Regions from separate parts of the Mus musculus genome. Here all the other regions are linked to region 1. Evidence: chromatin contacts called from public HiChIP or PLAC-seq and promoter capture Hi-C data. All regions are on one chromosome and are shown on one strand. The core of a region is the stretch at or near the end of the contact, and the rest is flanking DNA. Distances in the headings are between cores, read along the strand shown. Region 1 holds the start of 2210039B01Rik (RIKEN cDNA 2210039B01 gene). Region 2 has its middle 16 kb from the start of Ppm1a. Region 3 has its middle 9.5 kb from the start of Gm40441. Region 4 has its middle 34 kb from the start of Gm51264.

Region 1 (7,905 bases), core at 3,557-6,056:
TTTCATAGTCAAAAATCACAAAATGTGACCTGATATTAAATTTTATCACATTCAGAAGTCAGACAATCAACACGGTGGAAATGCTAAAGAATGTTTTGATATACATAAAGATGAGACAAGATTATATTAAGTCACTTTTTATCTTAGACGGGCACGCTATTCATCCAAAAATAAGTATTAACCAAGACAGAATAATAGAATGGATGGAAAGAATCACTGTAACTCAGCATTTGACCGCCATACAACATACTCCAACAACTCTGCTGCCCTTGAGGAATGAAAATTCACTGATAACCAAGAAAATGACTGCACTAGGGAGCCAGCCCAGAGGACCCTGACAAATGCCAAGGAACTTTTCTTCAGGGAACCTGGAAGACAGCATCATGGGAAATTTTATTTTTAATTTTCTTTGAAATTATTGTTCCATAAAAATAAAATAAAAATGTCCCACTTGCCTCTGAGACTAGCTTTGTATCAATTGTAGGCAATCAGATAAAATCAGCTGAGTAATTTTAGCATTGTCTTAAAGGCTAAAATAATTGGGAGTCTATTTTGCATATTAGAATATATTCCTTATCAATCTTTAACGTGATCAGTAGAAATGGGTTTCATTTGAGAGTTGAAACTGGGTTTAAGATAGTTCTTTGTGAAGATAATACAAATGAGTTAAATTATTCCCTTCAGCATGATTCAAGGTGGGGGTGGGGTGTTGAGAAAGAAGGCAAAACTCGGTCCCTCAGGGTTGCAAGGAAACTGCTTCCCACTAAGATCATTTGCAGTCGGGTTTCTCAGGTTAAAACACTTGCCCCTGAGCCATGCAGACTGCTCTTGCGTTTTCAGATTTTTACACGGCGTCTTCTTAAGTTTGCTTTTACATTTAATGACGCACTTCTGCCCTGCAGATCTGCACTTTCCTAGACCTAGCAAGTTTTCTTGCTCATTCCACAAATTGCCAGCTTCCTTCCTATGTGTTTAGGACCAAACAGGAGCACTATGATTGCCACCGTTCACGGGAACAAATTATTACAGGTAAAACTGAATTCAGGTGAGTACTTCAGGCCCAACCTGGCTCAAGATTCCAATTCAAGGGCACAAGGATTCCAGAGAAGCTTGCTCATCCTGGCCTTACTGTGTCAGAACCTGAGGGGCCTGGTGCCTCGTCATCGACTTAAATCTTAACCAATATGCTTTCCCTGCTCCTCTGTGCCTCTGCGGGCAATCAGCGGGTATCATTTGCCATCCCAACACTTCCCCGCCCCATCTGATATCTCCCTCCCAGAAAGCGGAGGGAGGTGTGCCTAGAGGAAGGAACAAAAGTTTAGGCTCAAAATCGGGATCCTGGCTGTTGGTCTTAATGAGTTCCAATCCAGGAATCTTAAGGACCTGGCGTGTCAAGTCGGTAAGCCATGGAGAAGATGGGGAAAATGGCAAGATGTGTCACTCTGCAGTCCAGAACCTGAGAACAGTCCCGTGGCGGGTAATTCCCTTCACCAGGCCCATCTTCCACAACAGATCTGTGGGCCTGAAGTTGTGTTAGGAACAAAGGCCACCGCTAAAAGCGGCTTGGCCAAGAAGCAGGCAGGGTTTCTTGGGAAGCAGGATCACTCATCATCGTTGTCGTCGTCGTCCTGGTCCTGGTAGCGAATGTAGACGACCAGCATGACAAAGCCCATGACGATGCAGAGGGAGCCAACGACCAGGTAGGCGATGCCCAGGAAAGGGTTCTTGCCACCCATCCAAGAGATGTTGCTAAGAATGATGAGCTTGTGGCCGCCGAAGGCGCGCACCGGGTAGTTGTAGGTGATGTTGACACGGTAGGTGCCCCGGGGCAGACCGGCGGAGTAGTTGCCCTGGCGGATGCGCGCATAGAGCTTGCGGAACGTGGGCAGCGCCGCGGTGCGCATCCACACCACGAAGTCCTGGTTGATGAAGCCGGTGTTGTTGGGATCCGGGCTGAGCTCATAAACCGGCCGGTGCCAGTTGGGCGGCGGCGCCGTGCCGCGGAAGGCCAGCGCCAGGCTGCCGTTCACCAGCGGCGGGTTGCGGAACTTGACGTGGTAGTCGGTCCACCAGGCGATGGCGGTGCGATCGAGCGGCACCTCGACGAAGGGGTCCGAGGGCTGGCGCTGGTGCCAGAGCGAGAAGGAGTCGTTGAAGAGGCTGTTGGCGATGGCGCCGCACGGTGCGATAGGCAGACCGTCGGAGCGGAACTGGTAGGGGGCGCACTCGTTGGCCGGGTGGCGCAGCGCGCTGGCCAGGCCGCTGAGCTGCGCGTCGTCGCGGGACACGCCGTAGCGCCGGTTGTTCTGGTAGAAGTTGGACAGCTCGTAGTAGAGGTACACGGGGCCCGGGAAGAGCTCGGGCAGCGTAAAGCTCCAGGAGCAAGCGCAGCCGGGCGGCGGAGCGCGGCCCTGGCCCTTGGCGGCGCACACCGAGCAATCGCCGGTGCCGGGGTTGCCGGTGTAGTCGTACTCCAGCTCCTTGATGCCGTTGGAGGAGTAGAAGAGGCCCAGGCCCAGGCCGATGAACGCCAGGCCGGCGCAGAAGAAGAGCGGCAGCGCGATGCCCGCCGACAGCAGCGGCTGCCAGGCGGGGAGGCGCTGCTGAGTGAAGGCGGTGTTGTCGGGCTGGTGCGCGCCCCGCGCCGTGGCGCTCCAGGTCATGGCGGGGATCTCAGCCGGGGCCTGCGGCCGCCGACTCTCAACCCAGGATCAGCGGCGAGCCTCCCGCCTCCGCTCGCCTGCTCAGCTCGACGGCTGCTCCCCGGCCCCGCCCCCAGCCCGCCCGCCCGCGCAGGTGCGCCAGCCCCGCCCCCCACGCAGGTGAGGCCGATTGCGGGGCGCGCTGCCTCTGCCCCGGGACTGCTCAGTTCCGCCACCGCCCAGGTGACCTGGGACTGGCTCCGCCCCTGCATGGCGCCCTTCCCAGGTGAGCAGGGCGAGGCTCCTCACCACACCAGGCTCTGGCCCTTCGATCCTCCCTGTCTGACTCCTCCTCCTCTCTATTCCTCCTTCTCTCCCTCCTCCCACTTCTCCTCCCCTCCTCCTCCCAGCTCTCCCGCTCCTCCGTGGGCAAGTGATGGGCTCAGAGTGGGTCATCTCTTTGGTCAGGTTCCTGTCTCCTTCCACAGGGCCCGAGCAACTTTCCCCAGATCACAAGCCTGACTTAAACAAGAAAGTTCCACCCCAGAGCTTGCTCCAGGGTGGGGTTCTGTTGGCTTGATTATTTATTACCTCGTTAAGGCTGTTAATCCTCGTTATTTAAGGAAAAGGGTGAGTCTTAAGTAGGGTTTCACTTAGTTTTCAAGCACAAAATACAGTGCCCTGGGAGTTACATTGTGGTAGCTGTATCAATTTCAACGTGGAGTTCTTATTCTCCCCTTTTTATGTAAGGGGGGGATTAGTTCCTAGCCAAATGCTCCAGTCTGGTTTAATAACTACAAAAGGTGAAAAGTTCTGTAAAAATAAAATGATTTATTAAGAATCAATGACTGGGAGAGTTTGCAGCCTTTGAATGTCTTCTCTAGCTGGTGGGAGGAACCACCAATGAGAAAAAAAAATGCTGTGGCCTGAATGTGATGTTCTTTTCAGATCTTCTTGATTAGAGAAAGGCCCGACCCAAGGCCCTGGAGGGCCTCGCTGATATCCACAGCCAAGGACATTTGCGTGTTTGGTCCTAGTTGAACTAGAAGGATGTATAGGCTGTATGAAAACTCCAACCAGCCTGGGCCTTGGGGCTGGTTTGTTTGTTGTTTTTGTTTGTCTCGGGGTTGGTTAGAATACACAAGGGCACAGGGGGCTATGCATGGAATCTTCCTTAGGTACAGAAGTACACTCCTGCAGCTCATACAGTGTGAATAGCTTAAGTGCTTTCTCTGTTATTCGTGCATACCCGTTTATCCAAATCCAAAGAGACTTGGAAAACTAAGAGCTGTTGGAAATATTTTTAATGTTGTCTTCCAAGTCTTCAGCCCTGTGCCGAACAATGTAGAAGAAATGGCAATTAGGCCAAACTGGAATCTTAGTAGTCTAATAAGGCACTCTCCGGCTGTTATTTGTTTGTTTGTTTGTACTAGAGTTATCTGAGAAGAAGGAACCACATGGAGAAGATGTGGGCAAGCCGGAGGGGTGTTGTTCTGTTTGATGATTGATGTGGGCGGGGCCCCCGGTGGGCGGAGCCCCCACTGGGCGGGGAGGTCATGGAGAAGGGATGAGGGCATGCTGAGCAAGCCAGTGTTCCTCCATGACTTCTGCTTCAGTTCCCGCCTCCGGGTTCCTTCCCTGAGTTCTTTGATGATGGACTGCGGTGTGGAAGTGTAGTCTGAAATAAGCCCTTCCTTCTCAAGTTGCTTTCTGTCCTGGTATTTTATCACAGGAATAGAAACCTGAGGCAGGCACGTAGTACATAGGAATAAGAACAGAATAGCCAGTAGCTGGCATGTGGTCACATCACATGTGGATGAGAGTGACGTTAGGTTGATTTTGTTCCATTGACTGACTATGGCTTGGAAGTGCTAACTTAGAGAATGCTACAGCTGTCCTCACTTCTACCTTTATTCCTCTACCCCACAAAAGCGAATCCCAAAGGGTCAAAAAGTTTCCCTAACACTTTTAATCTTTTAATAAAAGAATAGACAGATCTCTTTACCCTTCTGGAGACTTCCACCCACCCCATGTCATTGATTCACCCTTCTGTGTGATCCTGGCTGCAGGAAGGAGTCCAGTTCTCACGACTTTATCTAATGGATCTTAAGTCTACAGTCACACGGCCACCACACCCTGCAAGCTCACACGGGGAACTCAGAGCTTTCCCGGATGGTGTAAAGGCAGCAGCACACTCGTTCACGGATAGGGAAGCCAGAGCAGAAAGAGGTGGAGGTTTCAGAGCATAAAACGGTCAGTAGGATTAAACACAACAGAAAGGTCAAGCCGGATGTGTTAGGTCTCCAGCCCAGGACAAGGCAGACAGGTGCCCATTTAACATAGCAACACAGACCTGGCCACCAGGTTCTCCCCGCAGTTCTGCAGTCCCTACCTGGTCCAGGGCCCTCCTGGCTGCTGTATCCCACTCCTTATCCTGAACTCTCCATCTAGGGGGTTGGGTTGCTCTCTCCTATATAATCCAACCATTTGGGTTACCCACTCTCTTTGAACCTTTGGTCCTCCTGGCTGCTGTACCTGGTTCCCCTCTCTCCTCTCTCCTCCCCCTCTCCTCACAAGGCACAGCTCAGTCTGGTTATGGCCACTCTGGCCTTTCCCAGAGATTGCTGCCCCTGCCTGTGCTCTCCCATATAACTATAATAAACCTCCTTCACTGTACCCAGGACCTGTCACGTTTCCTTGTCTTTTACTTTTTATTTCTTTTACTTGTTTATTTTGTGCCGAAACCACAGGAATGGTATAAATGAGCTCGCTTCTGGGGAACGTGGCCGTTCCGGACTGAGCTGCGGAGCTGACTCTCTTAAGGTACGTAATGATCATTTGTTTCTGATGGCTTCGGCCACCCACAAGATTTGAGTCCAAATTCTGGAGTCTGGCTCTCCAGCTGTTGCTTTCTCCCCCTGCTTTCTAACTGTTCCTGTCTCCCTGGGCTCTGCCTTTTATGCCTTCCACGTGGGCGCTGGTTCCTGCAGCCTGCTCTGCCTCTAGCCTATACACCCCTGTAACTGCCTCCCTTTTCTCCTGCTCGCCCCTCCTGCTGTATTGTTTGGGTCTCTATCAGGAGCTGCAGCTCTGCCTACAGCAGCCTGGGACTCTTTTCCTTTCTTTCTCCCAATTGGCGCTCCAGAAGTATCTCTCTGTCTCCTGCAGCCTCCTGCTACCCCCCCCCCCCCTTAGGGCAACCCACCATGTGGACAGCCTTGAGGGTCTCTACTAAAGACACTTGCTGCCACCCCTCCATGTCCCATGCCTTCCCCCAGGAACTACAGCCCACCTGCAGTCCCACGGTGCAGTCCCTCAGCTCCTGCCAGCTTGTTTCCCTCTCACCTCCCTCTTGGAGTTCATAAGAACTTGCCCTCCCTCCGTCCCTTGATCATGGGGTTCTGTTTTGCTGCCCTCTCTCTTCCTGCTTGGGCTCAGATTTTTTTTTACTACAGCTTCACCTCAGTACAGATCAATGGCCCCAGTCAGCAAGCACACTTGCTCTGCAAATTCTCCCAGATTATAGCCACTTCTGCCACCATACAGGCAAATGATCCCAATATCTCTTATCTCTATGGTTCCATAATATTCCATTCTTAAATCGTTCATCTCTATGATTTCTTTGCATTGTGTTTTCAAAAACAAAGCAAAACAAACAAACCATAAAACCCCTGACCTCCTAAGGCTCTGCTGTAAATTCTTATCTCAAGATTTGTAAACTCACTGGGTTTGGTTAAAGAATCTGTAACAGAATTTGGCTTAAAACTTTATAACAAAAGGTTTATAGTTAAAACCTATACATAGGAATTTTAATTTGCTGCAGCATCCTATATTTGTGATTCAACCCTTGTTTATGTAAATATATGTTTTTAAATAGCAACCATGTGGCTCTCCTCCATCTTGGCAAATAACCTCAACAAGAGGTAAGTAACCACATGGCTTCAGCCATCTTTACTAAGGTTGAAGGAAGGTTGTACATGGCATGTGACGCCACCATCTTAAGATGGCCGCATGGCATAAAGCAACAGTTCTAACATGACTCAGTCCTCCTGGACCCTTAGTTTATCCTTGTATCTTCTTTTGGACTAAGGGGGCTGTTGAGGTACACTCTGTGCAGATGTGTCTCTGTATATTCAAGTGTTAATTCTGTACCAGCAGAGAGCTAATGACCCATTGCCAGGCTCATGTTTTATAAATAGTTGTTCCTTCTTCACCTGCCTAAGGCCATCTAGAGTTGTATCTGATTGGCTTTAAAAAAGAGCTGACAGCCAATAGCTGGGCAGGAAGTAGACACTGGGAGAAAAGGCGAGGTTGGGAGATTCAGCCAGATGACCTGGAGGTGAACAGGCAGACCAGAGAGGAGCAGAGAGGTAGACCTGGCCAGGTGCTGGGACGGAGTACCAGGAGCCAGGATTAGACTACCCTCCTGCTCGGCAAAAGGCCTATGCTTTAAAATATTAATAAGCCTCTGTGTTGTTATTTATATCGCTGGCGGGTCTGTCTGAGATAGTCTCACTATATATAGGAAGCAACAACTAGTCTCCAAAATATTTGTATTGATTTGTATAGATTTTTGTATACCCTTCTCCTTCTCTACTGGGTCAGTATCACCCCGAGCTGCCTGCGTTTTTTGCTGTTACTACAGAAGCCACACCAATGTACCAGGAAGCCCCTCTCAACCCCACTGGGCTCCATTCACAGGGACAAGAGACACTTTTCTTCTTTCTTTTCTTTTCTTTTCTTTCTTTCTTTCTTTCTTTCTTTCTTTCTTTCTTTCTTTCTTTCTTTCTTTTTTTTTTTTGAACATTTTTCTCTGACACGTTTCCCTTTACGTTAGGAGACACCCGGATGACAATTCGTGTTACCACAACACCTTACCTATCTCAGCTCCTCAAATCTCTCGGCTCTGGTCTGCTATTTCCTGTCCCAGCTCTCGAATTCGGAAAACCTGGGGACTGATGTATACCTGTGTCCCTCGGAACCGGCTGCATGACAGCGTTCTGGTCTCGGGCCTTTCTGTTGCGGCCGCCAGCAGCTCGCAACATGAACGGTTCGACTGAGAAGGCCACTCGAGCTGTAAGAGAGGAATCTAGACGGGGCGAAAGAAGAAACGGAGCTAAGACAAATTCATTCTGATCAAAGCTCAAATTTTATTGTTGCGACACTAGTTATAAAGGAAGGGGGAGGGAACCCGACTCCCGCCGAATAATCTCTGGTCCAGTAGAAAGGTGCACGTGTGTGGCTCCGCAGGTTCTAGCAGTGG
Region 2 (7,905 bases), core at 2,676-5,175, 800 kb before region 1:
ACCATGTAATACCACAATTTCTGTCTGTAGCGTTTCAGAAGCTTTCAATCCTAACTGTCCTATGATGGGACACCTGAAAGAATCACTTAATTGAGAAACAGGCCCTTAAGATAGTCTCCTATTAGAGTCATCTTTTGAAATAACACTTGTGTTATATACCCTATGTTTGACTATTTCACTGTTTTAATGTGCCTTTTTATTATGATGATAAATTTTAGTAGATTTTATTCTAAAAATTGTAATCCAGCCAGGAGTGGTGGCGCACGCCTTTAATCCCAGCACTCGGGAGGCAGAGGCAGGCAAATTTCTGAGTTCGAGGCCAGCCTGCCTGGTCCACAAAGTGAATTCCAGGACAGCCAGGGCTATACAGAGAAACTTGGTTCTAGCATTTTGTCAATTTTGATAACACACACTGTTTCAAAATACAATGCGGGGCTGGTGAGATGGTTCAGCGGGTAAGAGCACTGACTGCTCTTCCTAAAGGTCCTGAGTTCAAATCCTAGCACCCACATGGTGACTCACAACCACCCGTAATGAGATCTGATGCCCTCTTCTAGTGTGTCTGAAGTCAGCTACAGTGTACTTATGTATAATAATAAATAAATCTTAAAAAAAAAAGAAAGAAAGAAAGAAAGAAAGAAAGAGAAAGAAAGAGAGAGAAAGAAAGAAATACAGTGTGGGAGGGGGTACCTTTGATAGGCCCATCCAAGGTTCACCTCGAAGAACTTATTCCATGTAACAGATCTGGTGTAAAAGGGGTTTACTAAGGGAGGAGAGAGGAGTGAGGAAGGGATAGTGGAGACAGAACCATGAGCGCGCGGGGGTGGGTGGGATGGGGTGGGGGAGGGGGAAGAGGGAGGAAGAGAGGAGTCCAAGAACAAAGTGGGCGGGAGAGAGCCTTGGGGTGGGAAAGCAGGCCCTTTTTAGCCACAGCGCACCGCACCTAGTGCACCTAATGACAGCATCGGTGGGCGGGTAATGGCAGCAGGTGTAAGCATTTGCTAGGTCCCTGAGAGCAGGCGACCACATGCACACGCGCAGGGACTTAAATTATTTCTGTATAAACTGGTTAAAGAGTCTGGACCTATGGCTGGAGACAGACAAACTGAGTGGGGAGAGTATATGCTGCACGAGACCAAAGGCCCGAGTTTGTGCTCCAGCAACCATTTAAAAGGCAGAATACTTCTCTCAGTAGAACATAGTACCAAATAATAGCGCCGCAGGCATCTTCCTGTTTCATCCTACCCAAGGCTGGAATTAAAAATGTACCACCATTCCCTGGACTGACTCGAGTTGTACTATGGAACACCTCCAAGGCTCATATAATTGAGAAATATGCACATACTTATTTAAGTAAAATGGAAGAAAAAAAGTCTCAAATTAACTCGGAAGCTTCAGTTACCACTTAAAGATACCTTGTAATGATAGTGTGTAAAAATGTTTCCCTTTGGCAGTGGTGGCACATGCCTTTAATCCCAGCACTTGGGAGGCAGAGGCAGGCTGATTTCTGAGTTCGAGGCCAACCTGAGGCTATACAGAGAAAATCCTGTCTCAAAAAACCAAAAAAATAAAAAATATATAAAAAATTTCCCTTTGGCATAGGTGTCTGCTTGGGTTTTTGTTTTTGTTTTAGTTTTTGGTTTTTGGAGACAGGGTTTCTCTGTGTAGCCCTGGCTGTCCTGGAACTCACTTTGTAGACCAGGCTGGCCTCGAACTCAGAAATTCGCCTGCCTCTGCCTCCCGAGTGCTGGGATTAAAGGCGTGTGTCACCTCGCCCGGCTTTAATTATTGATTTTTAAAAAATCACTATTTTACTATTGATCAGAAGGACTGAAGGTTGTCAGCATAATAAAATTCTGTACGATAGGCCAAAATTGTATAGGTAAGTTTAGACATGTATGTACTAAAATAGTTCCAGAATGCCCCAGGTAGAAAAATACTTTGTAAAATAGGATTCCTGTTCCATTGCTGATATTAAAACTGGTAAGGGCTAAAGCTGTCGTTCACTTGGCAGAGTGAAGCTTAACCTGCACCAAGCACTGGGTTTTATTCCTATCACCATTAATATTTCTCTGCCAGTAAAATGAGCCAGTTCAAGCCAGATTTTATATATGCAGGTTTATTGGGAAACCGCTCTCTGTGCGGGCAAGTTGGCTGGCCCCAAGGAAAGAGGCCAGGGAAGTTAACTGGGGAAGGAGACAGAGGACAGGTGGGGGCGGGGAGAGAAAGTCGGGGGAGGAGAAAAAGAGGTTTAGAGACCAAAATGTCTGGATTATATAGGAAAGAGTCTGTGGGGCAGAAGGGGAGCCCACCTCCTGGGTTGGGAAGGTCAGGGTGGAAGATTGGATAAACCAAGTACAGGCTGAGGGAAGCTGAGGAGGCCCAGAGGTCAGGTCTGCTTCAGTAAGTAAGATATGTGCTTCATTCAGCCCTCATCTCAGTCTGAAACCCAACAACCAACCAGGCATGCGTGGCGGCACAGCTCTGTAATGCTAGCACTTGGAAGGGGGAGCAAGAGGTTCAAGGGTCAAGCTCAGCTACAGAGTGATTTGAGGTCATAAACAAACATACAATATGGCATATGCAGGAAAAGTGGAAACCGTTATGTTAAAAACTGAATAAGCCAGACTGAAAAAGACAAGCGCCACATACTTTCTCTCATATGTGGAGGTTCTATATATAAATGTACGTATTATATATATATGTGTCTGCATTTATGTCTCTAGACTCTGGAGCTAGAAAAGGGATCATGAGAATGGGAGAAAGATGTTAAGGAAGGTGATGTGTGGGGTAATGAAGGACAGGGAAGAAGGAAGCTGGGCTGGGCTGTCTTGGGCTTGGAAAGGTGGCACCTGGGGCATGGGGAATAAAGGAGACCAAAGCATAAAGATGCAAAACCTCTGAAGGCTTGAGATGTTGTTCATTACGTTTAACAACAGAGACAGCGTGAGAGACAGGTACCTCTTAAAAGCAAGGTAGAAACAAAGAGCAACCTTGATGTTGCATAAAATAATACTCAAACGAAGGGAAAGAGGCTCGGCATGGCAACTCCTCTTGTAAAAAGTATGCACCAGAGCCTAAGCCAGGCTTGGGAGAACAAGGGGGCCAAAATGCCTTCCTTCTTTTATCCCTAAAGGAGATGGTATCTGAGTCTCCCTCCATTGAAGGAAGCGCCACTTCACGATCTGAGGTGATTGGCTAACGTAGCAAAAGGGAAGGGGAAGGAAATACAAGCCCTTGCCAGGCTTGCTACCTTTGATAAGGAAAACGGTTTCTCACCGTGAGCTTTATATTTCTATATAGCTGAGCTATAACAGGGCCCCTGTGAAAGGTCAAGTGTGAGTTCCTGTTTTAAGAGCTAATCTTTAGCGAAGTCATTACAAATGGAAATGTCTTATAAAAGTGAGAAAATCCTGTTTTGTAAGTCAATAGTGTGCTGGCCCGGGAAATTCTTTAGCAGATCCCAGCAGGTCCCGATGACTCAGGAAATCTCATAATCACATTTTTTTGGCCCAGTTTTTCTCAGGGAATACAGATGGTATCAGGGTCCCCCTTTCCGCTAGGCTTTATTTTCATGGGCTGTGTAAATGTTTTCCTCTGATGAAGAGTTCTGTGGATTACTAGAGTGGAAAGAGTGGATCGGAAAGGAGGAAGTGGCAAGATCAGTGGACAAATGAGAATCTCACTTGAGAAAACTCAAGATTTCCCCAGAGTTACCTTTAGTTACGTTAGGTTAGTTATCGTAACCTTTAGTTACGATACAGCCTCCAAAAGTTTGAATTAATGGCCTATGGTTATTTTGATCGTTTCCAAACACTAATTTTTGTAAATTGCAATTGTGTCATCTTTGTTAGGGACCAGCGGCCGAGGCGTCTATTAACATATCAAAGCAGCGACTGCTGGCTTCCGGGCTGCGGCACCTTCCTGAGCATCTCATCCTACTCCCTACCTTTCACTCCCAGGGGCGGTGCTTCCGCTTCTCGTCCTCCAGCCTGACACTGTATAAATTCAGCCATTTTGGTTGCCCTGCCCTCTTGGCTTCTCGGCCTGAACCACCTCTCTGGGTCAGCAGCCCTTCTCGCTCTCCCTCTACCTCCTCTCCTCTCTAAGGGTCTGGTTTAGTGGGCCAGCCATGTTTTCGCCTGGATCTTCCCTCTGCCTGCTTCCTCCTTTATATCTGCGATAAAAATCTTTATACTTCATACCTCCTGCTATTTCTGGAAGTTTTAAAATTCCAGTTAGTCTGCCCATTTTGGATCTTTGATTCTGTTACCTAGGACTTCTAATTTGGTGCAGGGAGGGGGGAAGAAAACTTGCTTGAGTTTTAAAATTTTCTTCATTTTTTTTTTTTTTTTTTAAGACTTGGAAATTGAGTTACTGTAACTACACAATGTAAAACCGGCTGGGTACCACCTCTTCCCCACTGTACCTCAAGTGTATCCTGTACATTTATGGAACCTGAGGGATTGTTCCCTTTTGTATATCTTCCTGACTAACCCAATTCAAGGAGGAAATACATTGTCTTAAAGCCATCGCACATCTTGGATAGACCTCCTGACATCTCTAACCAGTTAGACTGAAGTATCTCTTATCTTTGGTGTCTTTATGATCAGGCATTCAGAATCGATAATCTTTATCTACATCAAACAGGAGAAGAGAAAGGAAAAATGAAGGACTAAATATCAGGTATAGTGGGAGGGAAAAGCCAAATGCTATTGAAATGCTATTATCTGAAAACAAATGAAAGGGGTTTCAAACAGCTAGCTCAGAATAAACAAATGAGGTGAGACTTTTCTTTAAGAAATCCACATGTGGGCTGGAGAGAGGGCTCAGCGGTTATGAGCACGGACTGCTCTTCCAAAGGTCCTGAGTTCAAATCCCAGCAACCACATGGTGGCTCACAACCATCTGTAATGGGATCAATGCCCTCTTATGGAGTGACTGAAGATAGCTACAGTGTACTCACATATAATAAATAAAGAAGTCTTTAAAAGAGGGGAAAAAAAAGGATTAGCTTTAAAAAAAGAAAGAAAAGAAATCCACACACATTTCTTACTTTCTGAGCACCTCTTAACTCTCATGCTTAAGTCTGTATTAAAATATTGGTATTAAGCCCCAGCTCTTACTAAAAGGAATGAATGAACCAGTGGGCCATCAGTTGAGACAACAGGGGGGTCTGGGTCCTATAAAGAAGTCACTGATATTCACTTGAAAAGACAGTGTGTATGGCTGGACAGACAAGGCTTGCATTGGTACCTGGCACCAGTATGAGTAACTCTTCTAATGGGATGGGCTGTCCTCAGGGCCCACATTGGCACCACAGGTGATTCAAAACATGGTGATTCAGAGGTACTTTATTCAGAGCCAAATGGCTTAGGAAGCATTGCCCGAATTAATGTGCTCCAATGCAGAAGCAGTTGCTTGAACTTGCAAAAGAAAGAAACAAAAGAAAGACATGAATCAGGGGGACCTGAGAGATGGCTTGGTCAGCAATGCTTGCTGTGCAGGCAAGAGGACCTCAGTTCATATCCCCTGCACCTCCATAAAAAGACGAGTGAGGATTGCCAGGTGTGGTGCCCATGACTTAGTGCCAGCACTCAAGACGCAGATCTCTGAGTCCAGACCAACCTGCTCTATATATTGAGTTTCTAGGCCAACCTGGTCTACATATGGAGTTCCAAGCCAGCCAGGGATACATAGTGAGACCCTAAAAGGCTAGGTTAGTTTTCGTTTGTTTTAAAGGATGTGGCAATATGTTCCTGTAACTCTCCAAAGCCAGTGAGACAGACAGAAGAATCCCTGGGGCTCATTGCTAGTCAGCCTAGGTAAGCCCCATTCAATAAGAGCTCCTGTCTCAAAACAGTAAGGAGGAGAGCAACTGAAGAAGAGACCCAGTTTTTGACCTCTGGCTGCTACATACACAAAGGCACCCATGTATGTATATCAACATAAATAAGGAAAGACAAAAAGGAAGGAAGAGATGAAGGAAAAGAGAAAGACATTTACCAAATAACTCAATGAGGACATTGGAAAGGTGGGTTACAAGGATGGAGAGAAGGCTCAATGACTAAGAACACTTGCTACTCCTCCAGAGGACCCGAGTTCGATTCTTAGCACCTACATGGCAGCTCACAATTAACTTTAACTCCAGTTCCAGGAATCTTTTTGTTTTGTTTTGTTTATTTGTTTTATTTGTTTGTTTGTTTTTGGAGACAGGGTTTCTCTGTATAGCCCGTATAGCCCTGGCTATCCTGGAACTCACTTTGTAGACCAGGCTGGCCTCGAACTCAGAAATCCACCTGCCTCTGCCTCCCAAGTGCTGGGATTAAAGGCGTGCACCACCACGCCCGGCCCCTATTCACTTTATTTATTTTTTTTTTTAAAGACTTTTTATTTATGTATGTATATATATATTTATGTATATATGTAAGTACACTGTAGCTGTCTTCAGACACACCAGAAGAGGGAGTCAGATCTTGTTACGGATGGTTGTGAGCCACCATGTGGTTGCTGGGATTTGAACTCTGGACCTTCGGAAGAGCAGTCGGGTGCTCTTACCCACCGAGCCATCTCACCAGCCCCCCTATTCACTTTAAATCTTGATTTACTCTCTTGCTTTACAGAGTTGACAGGTGGCTTCTCGTTGCCATTTATAAAGCAGAAGTAACAACAACACTTACTTTGCATAGTTATTGGCACAATTAAGTAAATGATCCATAAAGATTCTTAAGTTCTGACAGGCAGGAAGTGGTCACGGGTTTGTACTGTCATGGTGTGCATGGTGTTTAGCCTAATTCATCTCAGATGTCAAGGACTGTGACTCACATGACCTCAAACCTTTCATAGAGGACTCGCTTTGTAGTCTTTTACTTGATATGAAATAGACAAAAGGATCTAAGATGTCATGGAACATCATGGCTTTTACTTTTGTTACATGGTGTGTGTGTGTGCATGGGTGCTTGTGTGGGGTGTGAGGGTGCGTGCATAGATCAGAGGACAACTTATGGAAACTGATTTTCTCCCTTCTACCTCATGGATCCCAACCATCAAACTCAGTTCTTCAGACTTGTCAACGGGGACCTTTGCCCGCTGAGCCACCATGCAGGTCACTTAGTGTGGCTTTTAAATACCTTTTCCTAACAGTGCCTTTGAGAAGCTCAGTGAAAGGCAAGAGAAGTTTTACAGCCTGTCTGGGGTGTGCGTTGCATGTATTTCAGTTTCAGGAGGAATGGATCTGTGATGATGGTCTGACCGCCCCCGAACCAGTGTTTATGGGTACATAATCCAGATATGACACATGACTCACCAGGCAGTATAAGTCACTGGGACTCTGTTGAGCCAAACTGAGCCAAAACTTTTCTTTTGGCATTGCATGCCCCAAGGACTCACACTGTTCCCTCTGGCCTTTCTAAGCTCTTGTGATTGACGACACAAAAGAGTGGTGTGTGTGTGTGTGTGTGTGTGTGTGTGTGTGTGTGTGTGTGTGTTGCCTACTTGGACAAAGATCAGTTCTTTTGCTGCCTTCCTGGCTGGTATAGAAGTAGTTTAAAGAAAAGTTCAGATTCCTATACTTTACTAAATATTCAAGAATTTGGAATTGGAAAAAAAAAAAAACAGCAATAGCATTGATGAGGCTAAAGCGTGATTTAAAAAAGGGCATTACAGTATATTTGTGTATCCTTTCCTATTTAATGGTGTTTGACCCATAGGCGCTTAGTCAGTGCTTGATTTAAACAAGAGATCATTCTTCCTAGAGTGAAATACTTATTAGTGACACTACCTGTTGTGTTGGCTGAGCTTAATCCAGGATTCCACAGAACAGCTCTACTGATTCTATTGTGAAATATATCTTGGCTGATTTTAATGACTAACTATAAAAGGTCTAATAATCATAGTTTTTACCCA
Region 3 (7,905 bases), core at 3,303-5,802, 690 kb before region 1:
GCCGGGTGCAGGGTGCACACTAACAGATCCCCAGCATGTTTCCAACCTGTTCTCACTGTTTTGTGTTGTGCTGTCTGTCATGAACTTGGTGTCACTTTCTGTTTTGTGTGAAACCTATGCAGTACATTCATTGGGTCTCAGTGCCAGCCCTGGCGCTTCTTTTTAACCCTGGCATGTATGGGTTCGTTTAGAGAAACATGGCCGCAACAAAACAGCAGAGATGTGTCTGGATGTTATTCGTGGGGAAACGGGTTTCTATTTGTGGTGCATTTCAGGGCCTCCCGTGGGGCTCTTTAAAAAGCCTGTTGCTCTTTTTCCACTGAAGTGTCACCTCTGTCCTGAATATCACAGTGATAACCAGAAGGGCAATCGTTAAGAATCATCTCCGTTAATGATTACAGGATTTTGTTTCACCATCTAGCACCGGCAGAATTTAAAGGTGCTGTTTATAGAACTGGAGAAAATTAAAATAGCAAAATAGAGATGTTAGCTAGGCTAGTTTCTGAATAATTGTCAAATTGGCTTGTGCTATTCACAGCCTAGGCTCGAAGCAGTCAAGGAGAGAGGGAGCTAACAAGATGTACATTCTGGTCACATCTAAAGTATTTTCTGCATTGATGATGTGCAATACTAATTCTGATTTTAAATGTGATGAATGCCACTTTAATATGGGGGTCAAAAATACAGTGATTGCTGGGATGAAAATCAGTTACTCAGAGGACTTGCCTGCCTCACCGGCCCATCCTTTAGCACAACCTTGACTGTAACCTGCTCTTTTGTTCAGTCGGAGGCCAGAGAGAGGGACAAGGGTGAAGTCTGCCAGCTATTTAACATCGGGCCCAACTAAATAAAGCTAAGATAATTGGTGCACTCTCACCAGAGAGCAATTTCTGGAAAAAAAATAATACATCGCACAGCGGAGGGAGGTTTTATGAATGACAGAGAATATTAATTCTAAGCTATGAAAAAAATGAATTCCAACATAATCTTTAAAGATTTGCACATATTTACATCGAAGTCCATAGGTTCAGTGGTGCCATGTGGTGCCATGCTGTTAGGGTGTGGCAGCAGAGTGTGACACAGTCAGCCCCCCCATGGCCGAGGGTTCTTCTTTGGCTGCTAACCAAGCATGGAGTTACAACATTTTCTTCTTGTCATTATTCTTTCTCTCTTTTTATTACTTATTTATGTATTTTTTGGGGGGGGGGGCATAATCTCTTCTCGACTGTCCTGGAACTCACTAAGTGGATCGGTCAGTCCTAGCCTCATGCTCGCAGAGATCCTCCGGCCTCAGCCTTCTGCATCTTAGCATTAAAGACAGGTGCTATCACGCTCGGCCCTCTTGCCATTATTTTCTATACAGTATAACAACTACTTAGACATTGTATTAGTTATTATAAGGAAGCTAGGGGATTCCAAAGCATACATTAGGATGTATGAGTAATATGAAACTCCTATGCCATTTATGAGGTACTTGAGTATCCAAGGTTTTTGGTATCTGTGAGAGAGAGACATACAACCTCCCACTAGGAAACTGAGGAACAAAGTTTCCACTGTGACATCTCTTTCTTTTCATTTTTCTTCTTTCTTTCTTTCTTCCTCCCTCCCTCCTCCCCCCCTCTCTCTTTCTCTTTCTTTTTTTCTTTCTTTCCTTTTTTCCTTCTTTCCCTTTCCATTTCTTTTTCTTTCTTTCTTTTTTTTTTTTTTTTGGGGGGGGGTTTTTTCGAGACAGGGTTTCTCTATATAGCTCTGGCTGTCCTGGAACTTATTTTGTAGACCAGGCTGGCCTCGAACTCAGAAATCCACCTGCCTCTGCCTCCCAAGTGCTGGGATTAAAGGTGTGAGCCACCACCACCTGGCCTCTTTCTGTCTCCTCCTCCTCCTCCTCCTCCTCCTCCTCCTCCTCCTCCTCCTCCTCCTCCTCCTCCTCCTCCTCCTCCTCCTTCTTCTCTCTTTTTTGAGATAAGATCTTGTTCTGTAGCGCAGGCTAGCCTGGAACTTCAGGGTGCTCTCAAATGCTGTGACTACCAACTTCATTGGCATTTTTAGGTATTAGCATAAACTTAGTTTAAAACTTATGTAGGGTTAAGTTTACTTTGAGTTTTGTAAACACAGGAGGGAGACTATGTTTGGAAAGAGAAATCATCCCAAAGACACATCATTAAGGGGAAGGGTTTTTCTCTTCTTTCTTTTTTTTCCGCTTTCTTTTCTTTTTGAAAATTGCTAATTGATTTTGGTAACACATTCATCGTAGAAGAAAAAGTGGGTATTTGGGGAGGGGGGCTAGTGGCCTGAAATTATACTTTCTTGTATTGAAAAAGGTTAATTAGGAATTGAGCTCAAAGTTAATTTTTTGAAGGTCAGCTGCTATGCTATTGGGTCCTGTGACCCTGTCTCAAGTAATCACAGTGCCAACATGCAAGTTACGGCTTTTCTTTCGCTTGATGACATAATCTCTTTAATTGGTGTCGGAAAGCCTGCCCGTGAAAGAACCGTGCAAAACACCTAGAGACTATAATTTTACTTTCCCCATTCACAGGGTAAAAGAAACAAGCCTTAAGAATGTACTAGAGACTCATTATGGCCCCTCGGTTGTCAACACAAAGTCCTCATGTTTCAACCAAGAGTTTTAGGAATGGCCAATTCTGCTTCCTTCTAACTTTGCCTGGTGAACTATTAACCTCTTTGGAAAGCCTGCTGAATGCTTCATGTCAGAGAGTCTCAGGGAGAAAGCTAAGAGGATAGTTAATGTGGCTTAAGTGACTGAACATCAACGTGAGAAGATAATGTTTGTAAAATTATTGTGTCTTCTCTGAAAGAGACTCTTCACGTGAGACCCTCTGCTCCCTGCTTTTCCACGGTGTCTTATGCGACTCATTCATAATCTTCTGTGTGTCATCTCCCGATCAGGGATTTTATTGTTTTAATTTTAATTTTAATTTTTTTTCTTTTTTTGTGGTTGTTGCTGTTGTTAAAGCATAGTATGATACCAATCATATATTTAAAATGGTAGCTCACGATAGGGAATTGGCATCTCTTCATTTCCCAAGGCTTTTTTTAAAGGAAGAGAAGATAAAAGTTACCAAGTTATCTGCTAATGCCATTGCAAGCTCAATTGTTCCACAGTAAGGTCTGTCAGTATTTCCACACTCCCTTTAAGGCTTAAATACTTCTCCAGACTCCAACTCACACAGTCTGAGGCCGCTGTCTGCCACTTGAAGCACTATGGCTTTCTCTTTTAAGAATGCTGTGGCGTTCTCTCAGCTAAGGGTTTCCCTCTCTCCGAGACAGTCACTAACCACATTTTCTTTAGGTAAGGGGCTGGCTGGCTTATTGTCTTCCTTTTTGCAGAAATATGGAGCAAACACTTCTCCCATCAGACTGCACGTGACGCTAGGCCAGCAGTTCTCAACAAGTGGATTGTGACCCCCAGATACCCTGCATATCATATATTTATTTACATTATGATTCATAACAGTGGCAACATTTCAGTTATGAAACAGCAATGAAAATAATGTTAAGGCTGGAGGTCACTATAACTTGAGAAATGGTATTAAAGGGTCTCAGCATGAAGAAGGTTGAGAACCGATGCTCTGGGTGGCTGTTCTCCCAGTCCCCACAGCAGTTTCTATACAAACACTCCACTCCTGTTTGTCTTTGAAGGACCATCTATGTTCCATGCTTGCATCCTTGGCCTCTAGAATGGAGACTGGCAGCAGAGGAGTGTTGAATGCAGGTGCCCTCAGAGTGCTCACTTGTTTATGAAAGTCGCTTTGCCCGAAAAAAATCCTTGAAATAGGAAATATGACTGTCTCCCAATTAAGCATAATTTCCACGTTATTTCAGAATTGATAGGTCTATTGGTATGGCTACAACCAGGCTGCTGTTCTTCTGTGCCAGCCTCACAAAGAGCCCGCCCAACCCCATCCTTTTGATGGGAAATCACCCGTTAGCTTCGCGGCTTCCAGACAGAGACTATTTTTACTTTCTCGTGGTTCTTGCTTCTTCTCAGCCAGGTGAAAATTTTAACGGGTGTTTAAAAGCCACGCGTTTTAAATGCCGGCTGAGTTTTGTCCAGCAATGTACAGTCTCCCCACAGAGGACACAATCAAGAAATCCAATTTCCCATCCAGTTCCGTCCAGTTGTTGTGCAAATCAATGAGCATGCAAAGCCAGCAAACTCGACAGCACCGCTGAATAGAAGTTTTCCTGTTTACCTTCTTAGCACTTGTTTAAGTTCTAAGGAGAGAGACCTGGCCATTTTGTTACAGAATGGGCGTTTTCAATGCAAAGGGGGGAGGGAAAAAATCACAGTTTTGAGTTTTTACAATGTTTGCCCCTTTTCCCAGCAGGGATATGTTTTGAGTGCTCGGAGACAAAAAGTGTGGCCTCAACAAGCAGAATTTTAAAAAAGAACATCATTTTCATTATGTAGTCAATCTCAATTACAAGCAAATGTTTTCTCTGTGGAGACTCTTCTCCTTTCAGGGCATTATGTGAGCCTCTTTTGTGGATTGAGAGAAAGGATCAGTGGTCAATAGCGAGCAGAGTGCGGTGTTCACTGGAGTTTTGTATCCCTCCGTCTCCTACATAATGCGTTTTGTCAGGAGAACAGCCCGCCACCCTGAGCAGATTTGCCGAATTAAAGAGCGCAGCGGGGAAAGGAAACTTGTTGCTAGGTGACTGACCGCCTCTGCTTGGCGGGTCTGGGCCGAAGGTGACTCTGCTTTTCTTCCACTACTTAATCTTGCCTTTTAATCTGCATCTACAATTAACTCTGTTAATGCCACACACCCATTTGTTTCTGCACTTCAGGCAACCGATTTATCATTATTTAGTCTTTACGCTCAAATAACAAAACTATTTTCCCTCCATTAGGGTCACACGAGGCGCAACATTCTGCGGTGCAACAGGGAGATGAAGTCGGCCCAGTCGCTATTGCCTCACTTCCTGTGAGGGTTTCAGGGGTTCTTTTGCTAATCTGAACAACAACAACAACAAAAAACCAGATCCTGAGAAAATACGCTTGCTTTTCATTAACTCTGCTGTTTGCAAGTGCTGAAGTAATTGAAGTGTTCTTGGTGACTTTAAATTCCTCTTAGTGGCATATATCAACATTAAAAAAATGCTCCCCCCCCTCCTTAGAGGCTCATATAATTGTTCAGCCTAAAACAAATGCATCCCTTACAATATCTGTGCGAGGCATATCCTCTGTGATCGTCTTTAGCTGAACTTGGATGCAGATGAGTAGAGAGCATGCAAAAAAAACCGATTCAAGTCGCATCCAGGGCAGCTCGGTCTTAGCGAATACTCTTTCAGAGGGAGAGCTAAAGTGGCTTCGGGTCTGGGCTCACTTCTGACACTACTCCTGACTAAATGGCTCCATACCTGGCTATCTGACCTTCCTGGACATTGTGTGTGCTAAGGCATAATTTAAGAACCTTATTAACCGTTCTATATCTATACAGTCAATTATGTGATTAAAAGACGTCATCTGGAGGCAAACTCACATTGGATGCATTCAAATCTCACCCATACCACTTATGGATTGCTTGACCCGAGGTAATTTAATCTCCCTTTGGTCTCTTCATCATTAAAACAGAGATAATGGTATCTGTCTTGTTGTGGTTTTTGTGCCTCATGTAAGATTAAATGACCTAACATATGCAGAGCAGTTACAATTAGTCTTTATCAGTTGTTCTATTGACAGCACAATGAAGTCATCACTGCTGCGAGCTAAAGCCAACCTGTGTGCCCTCAGGGGTTTGTAAATATGTAGCCTCTTGTAGGGACTTTAGTTTTGCAGATTCTATCTGGTAACTTTGCCAAAGACAGGGTAAGGACACTTTCCCCCTCCCCCAAGAGTGTATATTTTGTACGCTCTGTAGGGTTATATTAAAGTTTTGTTTTAAAAAGTGCTCAATCTCATCCTTTCAAATGAAGGCAAGGCAGCGCTATGGGCTTTTATGCTAGGCACATTTGGAGAGCATTAGGCTATAATTAAACTAACTGGGGCTAGTCGGAGGTTGCGATGGCTGTACTTCAGCAGTGCATAAAAGCTTCGTGCGCACAGAGAATTAGGAAGCCAGAATAAGGGCCATTAGGATGTCATTTACTACATTCTCATTTGATCAATTTATACTCTTTAATGTGATGGCCTGGTTTGCATCCTTTCTGCAGGTGTTAATTCTTTGCCTTTGACTCTTGAATGCACTGTCTGTGAATGTGCAGTAAGTCTGCTCCTGTGTGGTGATGGAGGTGAGATCACACCGGTGTGGAGGTAACGCCTCATTCGTTGTCACTGTCACACACAATGGGGCAGGTGGAAAGCATCTTCATGCTGGTCTGAGCCGAAGCTAAAGCTGTGTTAGGCATGATGGCCTGAACCTACACTGCATGGGGATTGACTTTGATTTTACATCAGGATATTGCTTTAGTATTGATCGGCAACGAGAGTAAATACAGCATCTATCAGTGCTTGAAGCAAATGGTTCAACTGGGGACTCGTGCGTGATCCCGCTTGCTTTAAAGGTATTCCCGGGTAATGAAGAATTCTCATTTCTAAGTGAGGCAATAGACACCCAGTGGTTCTTGGTGCCTGAAGTAAGCGAGTCCAAGGCAGAATGAGTGGAACGCAGATGTGCCTCCCTCAGGATGTGCTCCCTGATGCCCAGTGCTCCCTCCGAGACTCCCAGTAGCCATGAACTACAATGACCAGGCCACTTCTTCCCATGGGAGGTGGCTAAGGAATTCTATTACCTTTGGACATCTGCAACAGAGTCTCTAAATATCAATAACAAAAATACTCAGAAGGTCAGTCAGCTTGTGAGGCCCTGTACCATGTTTCTTGGTTCCCAGATAAAGATCTCATGAGACTCAAGTTTCATGAGCTCAGGGGTCTACTAGTAGGCCCAGTTAGCCTGGCGTCTCTAAGTGTTTATTCTATGCTATTGGATAGTCACTTGATGAATGAATTCATTATGTAATGTGTTTAAAAGAAGAGGCTGTCCATCTTAGTTTCCTAACATTCATTCATTTCCATTTATTCTTTCACAAACTTACACACACACACACACACACACACACACACACACACACACACACACACACATTTCTGCCACATTCCACCGGTTATTTTGTGTTATCTGTCTCCGACATTCATGTCTTGTGTGTATGTGTTTGTATGGATATACATGTTCCACTGCATTTAGTTAGGGTTGCTTGTATAGGCATGGATGAAGGGTTATTTACTTAGGCAAATTCAATTTGTCAATTGCTATATGACTGAGGAATGCTGGGATATTGGTGGGCTCTAACTTGTGTAGGTCTTGTTTTAGGTAATCATAGCTTCTGTAAGTTTGGGAGTGATTGCAGGTCATGTTCAGAAGGGAGAATTTCTCAGCACTCCTCTCTACCCTCCTCCCCCTCCCCCTCCCCCTCCGCCTCCCCACCCGTTGGCTCTTACATGGTCTGCCTCCTGTTCTGCTAAGTTCCGTGAGTCTTGGAGGGAGTGATGTATAGATTGTCCCATTTTCAGTAGTTTGCAAAAAGTGATCAGAAGTTAATCTCAAATTTGAAGAACACTAGAACCTTGGTTTTAATTTTCTCCTATTTTATCAGTTCTAGTGTTTAGTGAGTTCCTAGCTTCCCTGGGGACTGCAGAACCATGGGCATTGGCTTATCAGCATGGAGAAACAAGAGGGGAGCACTGCCGCCTTCTCAGGTGGATTTCTCCGTACCTGCAATGGGATGAACAATAATAAGGTAGGGCACACTAGAGCCTGGCATCTCACTTCTTGAGGAAAAGTAACTAAAAAGTTTTTCTTTCTTTCTTTCTTTCTTTCTTTCTTTCTTTCTTTCTTTCTTTCTTTCTTTCTTTCTTTCTTTCTTTCTTTCTTTCTTTCT
Region 4 (7,905 bases), core at 3,875-6,374, 540 kb before region 1:
GGAAGCTCCCACAAGGGAGTGGAGCAGACATGATGGGGAAAGAAAGGTTAAATTGCACCACAGTTAGAATGAAGGACTCAGCCAATCCACCAGGGCATACTGGCACTTCAAAACCAATCATGTAGAAGCCAGAAGACCATCCTGTGCCTTCACAGGGACCTGACTCATATTTGCTGTTTGAGAAAGAGTGAGTGTACCACAGTAGGGCCACATTGTGGCCACCTCTCTGCAATTTTCTTGTGTCCTCCCACCCATTTGTTCACAATCCCAGAAGCACTGTATGATGGTTACCTAGGGAATTAGTTAAGCACACCTCTGGGAATGCTGACTTCTCCAGAGACAATTAGACACCAAAGACATTGGCTTCATGAGGGATTTGATCTACTGGGGATTCAAGTTTTGAAGCGGGAACTGGGAGGTGGTAGAGCAACAGAAGGCAGGGCCTTGTTGGAAGAGGTAGGCTGCTGAGGTGGACTATAAAGGTCTTGGGTCTGGGCCCTTTCTGTCTCTCCGCTCCACTTCCTGTCCACCTCTATTTCCTCCTCTACTTGCTCCTTTCTTCTGCTGTAATGTTCTACCTCTCTGTGCTGGCTAGTCTTACACCAACTTGACACAAGCTAGAGTTAGCTAAAAGGAGGGACCTCAACTGAGAAAATGCCTCCATAAGCTCTGGCTGCAAGGCATTTTCTTAATTCATGATTGATAAGGTCCCATGATAGGCAGTGCCACCCTTGGGGTGTTGGTCCTGATTCTATAAGAAAGCAGGCTGAGCAAATGAGAAGGAGCAAGCCAGTGAGCAGCACACCTCCTTGGTCTCTGCATCAGCTCCTCCCTCCAGGATCCTACCCTGTTTGAGTTCCTGCTCTGGCTTTCCTCAGAGATGCATGGAAATGTAAGCTGAAATAAGTCCATTCCTTCAAAAGTCGCTTTGGTCATGGCGCTTCATCACAGCAATAGCAACTGTAATTAGGACACCCACCATGGGCCCGGGATCAACGGAGCCAAAGGCCAGAGGCTAACAGAAACCAGAAGCAAAATACACGAAATACACGTTCTGCCTGTTTGTTGCTCTCTCAAGTATTTCAGTCATTGTTAAGCAAAAGTACTAACACATGCTGCCCCCGAGTTACAGAAGATTCCTGTTGCGTCCTACCAATTGGTCTCATAATTTTATGGTTCTGACAAAACCCAGCTCTGACCACAGGTCATTAGACAATCCAAAACTACAAGGGCTAGGAACTCGAAAGCAGCTGTTTTGTGAACGGTCTAGCATTCTCTGCTACAATGAGCATGGCCTTGAGCCAGAACCCTGTGGACATTTGTTGTGATTTCCCTATGAGAGTTTGCCGTATATTCTTTGTGACATCTTTTCTATCACCAGCACTTCCAGTTTTCATGTCATGTACCCCAAACAACAGGGCTGCTTTTCCCAGTCTGGACCTGCTGCAGATCCTTCCCTGAAAGAGTCCCAAATAAGCCTAGAAAAGCTCCCATGCCATTCAGCAAACAGGTCAAAACCTGACTTCTACCCATAGGCGATCTGCCCCTAAGAGCAGATTGACCTAGCGAGTGTATTGTTTCCTTTTTAGCATCAGGAAGATTTAAATTCTATTATTTATCCTTCGTTTTGGGGAGAATGCACTAGCACACTCCTGATTTCTGGGCATTTCTCTGAAACAATAGACCCTCGGACGTTTGGGAAGATTATCTCCTGTCTGCTGAAAGGCAGGTGTCTTAAAGTCCTTAAGGACTTGTCCCTTATTGCTCATTCAGTATGCTTAACACATCTTTGGTAAAGTGTGCAGATATGAAGAATTCTGAGTGAGAGAGAGAGAGTGACAGAGAGAGAGAGAGAGAGAGGAAACAACTTCTGGAAACAAGGGGAGAGTTGGCTTTAATAGAAGGGAAATGGTCATGTCTGCAGGGGCTGGAGATCTCAGGGGAATCCAATGATGTCCTGCCTCCAGTACATTAATTCAGATACAGATACCTCCATCCCCAGTCACAGGAAAGGCCCAGTCTGGGTCTAACCTGCACACCACAACCACATTGACTACCAGATCCATACTACCCTTCCATTTAAGTCTGCGCTCTGATAGCCATTTTTGCCCTCTGGCTGCAGAGATAAGAAACCCATTGCAGGCTCCCAAGGAAGCCCCAGGGTGAATGATTAATCAGGAGCAGATTTTCACTGCCCTGTCCCCACTGCATCAGTAGCCTCCAGCCAAAGCCATCCAAGTTGCCATCATTGTTATGTTTCCTAATTGCCTCAAGTTTACCAAACGCCTGTGAGACAGTCCCTGACAACACATTCCCTTCCTCAGGGCCCTGTGACAGTTTACCCTCTATTGAAAATCACTTCTGAGTCTGTAGGAGCTGCCAGGATCCCATCTATCAGAAATCCCCTTTGTACTGCCAATTGGCAAGTGGGACACCCAACTCCAAAATCCCATTTTAGATTCTGCTTGCTAGGATCACTCCTGGTAGACCCTCAGCTCTCCTAGAACATCCTTTCCCTGAGACTTGTGTTCAATTCTCTGGTCGGGGGAACCTCAGGAAGACACCCTAAAGGGAATCGAAGAAAAGAAGACCTCTGACATCTCAAATCACCTTGCAGAGCTTGGAAGTTGGGCTCTCCTTTCAGAGTTGTCTCAAAGCGAAGCAAGAGGGCCAGGCATTTTTACCCTCTGAACCACGTGTTGTTCAGGGCATGAGACCTTAAAAGCTCACACTCCCAGCAGTCACAGAAAAGAGCATTCTGATCATGAAGAGAGCAGAGAAGAGAAGCAAACCAACTGGACCCGAACATTTAGAGGGAAGAGGGAACAGACACTATTATCACAGGAGGATAAGAGCTTTAAGAACAGATCAACCAAAGGTAATGTGTTGGTTTGGCTTTGATCCCAGCCCATACAAGCCAACTATAAGAAAAGAATCTGAGATAATTAGAAAAGTCTGTGCAGACTTTGTGTTGGCCTGTATTACAGACTTATCATTACCTTTGCTGCAGGTCATAATGGCCAAGCAGCTATGTAGAGAGAACCTTTGTCCACTTGCAGTGCATACTGAAGTGCAGAGGAAATGTCTTGACATGTTTCAGGGAAATACTGGAGGAAAAGATGTTTAAAGATTGATTTAGGGGCTAGAGATATGGCCAAGAGCATGTACCAGGAAGCTCGCAGCTGTCTGTAACTCAGGTTTCAGGACCTCCAGTGCCTTTGGACTCCTAGGGCAATTGCACTCATGTCCACACACCTACACACACACACACACACACACACACACACACACACACACACATTAGGGTGGGGTGGAGTTAAGAACATAATAACATTTCTTATGGAGGAAAAATAAGAATTAGCCAGATGGACTCTGTTGGGTATCCCAACACCATAATCAGGAACCAACCAAACCTTCTTCTCTCTGTCTGGCTGTATCAGGGTATTGACTGTGGGCCACACCAGTGTCATAGTTCTTCACGGCTAGTTTGATCTGGTACTCCTTGGCCTTGACATTCACAATGAACACAGCGTGCTGTTGTCCGTCTTCAGTCTTCTCCAGGGCGGACTCGGCGGTCAGGGGTGTATGGTGTGATAGCTTGGTGCCCCAGTTTGTTTCTCCTGGGTGCACTCTTTTGGGGATATTTGGGCGGCTTCCTCGGGGTCCTTGGCCGCCCCGCCTGAAAGTGGGTTATGTGCAGATCTTCTTTGTTGTGGTGATGGACTTCCAGCACCGCTTTCTTAGCTTTCAAGGCTTTTGGCTTTGGCTTTGGCTTTGGCTTTGGCTTTGGCTTTGGCTTTGGCTTTGGGAGGGGCAGAAGTTTCCTTCTTTGCTTTCGCTTTCAGCTCCATCTTGGCAAAAAGGCAAAATAAGTCTTTTTAGAAAAGATTACATGTTGATAATTATTGACGTTGAGTGACAAGCAATGAACATTTATTCTGACATTATCCTTATGTTTTCTTGAAATTTCCATACAGAAATAACCAGGTATGGTGGTTTACACCTATAACCTACACACCTGAGAGGCTGAGGCAGTAGGATTCTAAGTTCAAGGGTAGCCTGGATATATACTGAGACCTTGCCTCAAAAAGAAAAAAAAAAATTAAAACGTACTGTTGTCCAGACATGGTGGTACAGGCCTTTAATTCCAAGAACTTGGAGGCAAAAGCAGGTGGATCTCTGTAAGTCTGAGGCCAGCCTGGTCTATGTAGTGAGTACAGGATAGCCAAGGCTCTGTAGGGAGACCCCTCATCAATAATAATAATGATGATGACATATAGTTACTAATTATGGCATATTACTAACTATTCCTTATATATATCACAAAACCCATTGCTGCAGTCAAACCCCAGGTTCCTTTCTGTGGTGTTTCCAAAGATAGATAACTATATCTCAATTTAAAACACTAGATATTAATTTCAAAAAGACACAACTTTTAAAACTGCAGCTGGAACACTTAGAAACTGTTTAAAGGTAGAGATCTTTTTCATACGGGCTCAATAAATTATACTCAGAGCCTAGGACATGACTTAGCTCCGGGTAAGTGATGAATAAAAGTCTGTGGAAATTAAAATGACAGAAATATTCCCTGGGCTCCCCTTATGTCACCGTCCACCACTCCCTTAGTTTTTTCCTAGGCTTTAGATTGTCTGGATTCCACTTAGACTCTGTCCCCTGTGGGCCAGGGTCAAGAGTTCCCCTGTCTTGGCTTTTGGCCTTGTGTGAGCACTGGCTCTTCATCTGTAGCTATTATTCTTATTGCTATTATCAACAATGGCATCCTCCTCCTAACCCAATCGCCACACACACCTCCAAGTGGGTGTTCTGCAGCAGAGAAGAACCTTGTATGTAAACCGTGCTGGAGAGAAAGCAGGAAGTTGAAAAGGGGAAAGCTTAGCTTCAACACTACGAGGCAGAGACTGGAAGGGAGGGAAAGAAGGGATTGGGCAGATCCAAAAACCCCCGAGGACTCGTGGGAAACAGTGTCAGACTCCCAGCCAGGAACTGAAGTGTGTGTCTGCAAAATATGGATAGCCGAGCAACTGACCACTTGAACCTCCCAACATCCTTTCTCCAGGGCTCTTAAGAGCTGCCCTCCCACACCTCGCCCCCTCCCTTTCCCCTGCAAAGTCCAAGATCAGCAATCAGTGTTGACATCAACGTGCAAAGGGCTTACAGCCCCCAGGTAAAACAAAAGACGCCCGCAAAAAGGAAAATGAGAAAAAGAACCCAAGGAAAGATCATGATGGAAAAATAAACATGTGCAAAACAAACATCCACAGAGAGGAGAAGGAGGAAAACCAAAGAGACAAGATCAGCCAGAAAAAACAAGAACAAAAACAACAAGAAAAGCCAAGAACGGGGGAGGGGGAGCTGACTAAAATAAAACACAGGCGTAATCCTTCATATAAAACAGTAGAGAGAGAAGGGATGGGGCAGAACGAGCACCCTGCACAGGCCTGAGCACTTCTGCATGCACCATCTCAGTTAATCTCCATACCAACACCCCAACGTGGATACAGCTATGCTTTCCACAGTGAACACTGAGGCTTACCAAGTTATGTTACAGGTCTACACAGTTTTAAAGGGTTGGTGGCACACACCTGCAATCTCAGTACTCAGGAGGCTGAGGTAGGAGGATCGTGAGTTCAAGACCAGCCTAGACTACATGGTGAGCCCCTCAAAAACAAGGGGAAAAAGTGGTAGGATAGAGTCTAAACAGAACCCTGCTGCTTTCAAACTTGATGTCTCCTGCAGCCTACCCTGGATTTGAAAAATAGGATAAATATGACTTTGAATTTTAGTTGATTATATTCTCTAATATTAACAACCATATACTCAGTGATTTCTTAATTTTACAGTGTGTTGCTGAGGTCAAACCCAGGGCCTCATGCATGCTATGTACCTATTCTTCCACTGAGCCACACACTCAATCCTTGAATAATTTCTTGAAATTAATCCTCAATGTTTTTATTTATTATTGTTTTTAAATTTCTTACCATTTTTTATTAGTATTTTATGTGTGGGGGTGTTTTACCTACATGCTACATGTATGTCTATATGCCACTCGGTGTGCCTGGGGCTCACGGAGGCCAGAAGAGTGTGTCAGACTCCCTGGACCTGGGGTTACAGGTGGTTATTAATTACCCTGTGGGTGCTGAGAATCAAACCCCAGTCCTATGCAAGAGCAGCCAGAATTCTTTACCATTGAGCCACCTTTGCAGTTCCTGCTTTAATTTCCTTAAAACCAAATCTTTATTAATTATTAATAATATTAATAAATGAATATTAAACGACAGAAATGTCTCTAAAGTGTGTTGCCAATGGCTGTGCATAGCTGGTGTGTGTTGAGGGCCCTGGATGGCATATCTCTTATATCTGAATTAAATCATAGACTCCCAAGTGGGCAGGAACCTCACATTAAATGTTTATCTTATACAAAATAATACATCGTCTTAGAGCCCAAAGCTACTGTCAGATGAGTTGAACAACTGAACCAATACCAGGCCTGATTGCCTGGTGACTTAGGGTTATAAAATACTCCTTTTCTTGTGTTAGGAATGCAGTTCAATGGTAAAGTGCTTGCTTACCAAGTTCAAGGCCCTGGGTTGGATCCTAGGCATCAAAAGAGAAAGAAAGAGGGGGTGGGAGAGAGAAAGCAGGGTGCTATAGCCAAGTTCCAGAGCTAAGCTTTTTCAGCAAGGGAGGTGCCAATACTCGGGAACAATCAGAAAGAGTCTCGACCTCTCAGCCACCCCTGGGTGCCTTTGCTGCCTCTCCTAGGTCTTTTCTCTAGTAATGGTTGAGGTTTCCCACTTCCTGTATGCCACACTTAACTGTACCGCCTGCATGAGAAGGGGAGAGAGAATGTGCAGGCCAGGTGGCCACAAGCCTTGTCTTCCAATTCTTCAGCTGGTGGCTGTTCAGCTACAGAGGTCCTTCCCCTTCAACATGACTTTACAGGCCCTTCATGTTTACTGGCTGGGCTCCGAATGCAATGTTGATTTTCCTGGTTCATAAAGCCAAGCAGAGCTTCTGCTTGCCAGACAGGTGTATTTGTTTTTGAATGATAAGGACACTCACTCACTCTGTTTAGGCTAATAATAAGCACTTCAGAAATCCTTATAAGTCTGGAAGCGGAAAGAACAACCTTCAGTTGTGGAGTCTGTTAATGGAGTCCTTGTCCTCTGAGAATGCAGGGTCTTGGTCCAAAGCTGGGTGCTTGCTGGCTGACCCTGCTGGCAAGCAAACCCCATGTAATATTGTCTTTGAAAGCCCTCTTCCATCAAAAGAATCCTCAAATTGTGTTTAATGAGTAGTTCTACAGTGAAGAGAAAACAAATAATAAACAGGAGGATGGTGGCCCCAAAGACACCAGAAGAGTCCGCAGCAAGAGGGAGGCACCCGCTCCCTTCAGCCTCATGGCCTAGACGGAGAGTGGACTTTGATGAGACTTGAAACAGTAGCCAGGGAAAGCAAGTGTGGCAAAGGACAGTTGAAAAAGCTGCAGAACTCTTGTTCCTGAACCCACCTAAAGACCCGATATTTCAAAAGAGGAAGCTTGTAATGGGACATGTGCTCAAGTCACTTTTCTAACCCTCTGCATTGGTTATCAGAGCTATGGCGGATGATATCCAGAGTCCAATCGCAACAGCACTGTGAGCCCGGAAGGCAGCCTCCCACCAGGCAGGGATGCTGGACTCAAGTTCAGTGACCTTATACCTCAGTCCCAGTTCTGCCCTTAATTCTCAATCAACCCATTGCTGTTGAGTTTGTCTCCACCAACACACGTCAGTGCAAAGTGACTTGCCTTGGCTGCCGTCTGGTGAGTCTGCAGTCACTAGCTGCAAGATGGCTCCTCCCTTCTGAGCTCACGTGCTCAGGTTATCTTAGTAGAAGGAGGCA

Evidence for each region. Promoter capture Hi-C pulls out the DNA fragments that hold promoters and counts their contacts. HiChIP or PLAC-seq counts read pairs in DNA pulled down with a chosen protein or histone mark.
Region 2: a promoter capture Hi-C map of stem cell-derived epiblast-like cells shows a contact between it and region 1, with 3 times the contacts expected there. The contact joins the enhancer-like site here to the promoter of 2210039B01Rik in region 1. A contact is called at or near these places in 11 of 39 promoter capture datasets (the 3T3-L1 cell line, the C10 cell line, HPC-7-derived erythroid cells and 8 more), 3 of 115 datasets of contacts at active chromatin or transcription factors (embryonic stem cells and forebrain) and 1 of 9 other capture datasets (liver).
Region 3: a promoter capture Hi-C map of second pharyngeal arch cranial neural crest shows a contact between it and region 1. The contact joins the enhancer-like site here to the promoter of 2210039B01Rik in region 1. A contact is called at or near these places in 13 of 39 promoter capture datasets (the 3T3-L1 cell line, 3T3-L1-derived adipocytes, the HPC-7 cell line and 8 more), 1 of 15 datasets of contacts at CTCF or cohesin (the NIH/3T3 cell line), 53 of 484 Hi-C or Micro-C datasets (the 3T3-L1 cell line, 3T3-L1-derived adipocytes, the C2C12 cell line and 30 more), 23 of 115 datasets of contacts at active chromatin or transcription factors (T-cell acute lymphoblastic leukemia, acute myeloid leukemia, bone marrow-derived dendritic cells and 16 more) and 1 of 9 other capture datasets (embryonic stem cells).
Region 4: an H3K27ac HiChIP or PLAC-seq map of heart atrium shows a contact between it and region 1, with 9 times the contacts expected there. The contact joins the enhancer-like site here to the promoter of 2210039B01Rik in region 1. A contact is called at or near these places in 22 of 39 promoter capture datasets (3T3-L1-derived adipocytes, the C10 cell line, the HPC-7 cell line and 13 more), 5 of 15 datasets of contacts at CTCF or cohesin (the NIH/3T3 cell line, embryonic stem cells, hippocampal excitatory neurons and 2 more), 50 of 484 Hi-C or Micro-C datasets (the 3T3-L1 cell line, 3T3-L1-derived adipocytes, the C2C12 cell line and 30 more), 23 of 115 datasets of contacts at active chromatin or transcription factors (the NIH/3T3 cell line, T-cell acute lymphoblastic leukemia, bone marrow-derived macrophages and 13 more) and 3 of 9 other capture datasets (adipose tissue, embryonic stem cells and liver).

What each region holds. Positions count from the first base shown.
Region 1 is chr12:73,543,677-73,551,581 of GRCm38.p6, forward strand. 2210039B01Rik (RIKEN cDNA 2210039B01 gene) reads left to right here and starts at 4,807. Exons shown (of 4, transcript NR_044985.1): 1 at 4,807-4,895; 2 at 5,393-5,465; 3 at 6,520-6,565; 4 at 7,480-7,905. Tmem30b (transmembrane protein 30B) reads right to left here and starts at 2,719. Exons shown (of 1, transcript NM_178715.3): 1 at 1-2,719. The coding sequence starts at 2,663. The coding sequence ends at 1,602.
Region 2 is chr12:72,741,731-72,749,635 of GRCm38.p6, forward strand. No RefSeq gene overlaps it. Among named protein-coding and RNA genes, the nearest start is that of Ppm1a, 16 kb to the right of the region's middle. Within about 2 kb of position 3,926, at least 29 of the 459 cell types and tissues checked have an H3K27ac peak or open chromatin away from gene starts, as enhancers often do. A contact at or near this core is called in embryonic stem cells and stem cell-derived epiblast-like cells, where this site is marked.
Region 3 is chr12:72,849,964-72,857,868 of GRCm38.p6, forward strand. No RefSeq gene overlaps it. Among named protein-coding and RNA genes, the nearest start is that of Gm40441, 9.5 kb to the left of the region's middle. Within about 2 kb of position 4,553, at least 18 of the 459 cell types and tissues checked have an H3K27ac peak or open chromatin away from gene starts, as enhancers often do. A contact at or near this core is called in craniofacial prominence, embryonic stem cells and second pharyngeal arch cranial neural crest, where this site is marked.
Region 4 is chr12:73,007,622-73,015,526 of GRCm38.p6, forward strand. No RefSeq gene overlaps it. Among named protein-coding and RNA genes, the nearest start is that of Gm51264, 34 kb to the right of the region's middle. Within about 2 kb of position 5,125, at least 11 of the 459 cell types and tissues checked have an H3K27ac peak or open chromatin away from gene starts, as enhancers often do. A contact at or near this core is called in adipose tissue, heart atrium and uterus, where this site is marked.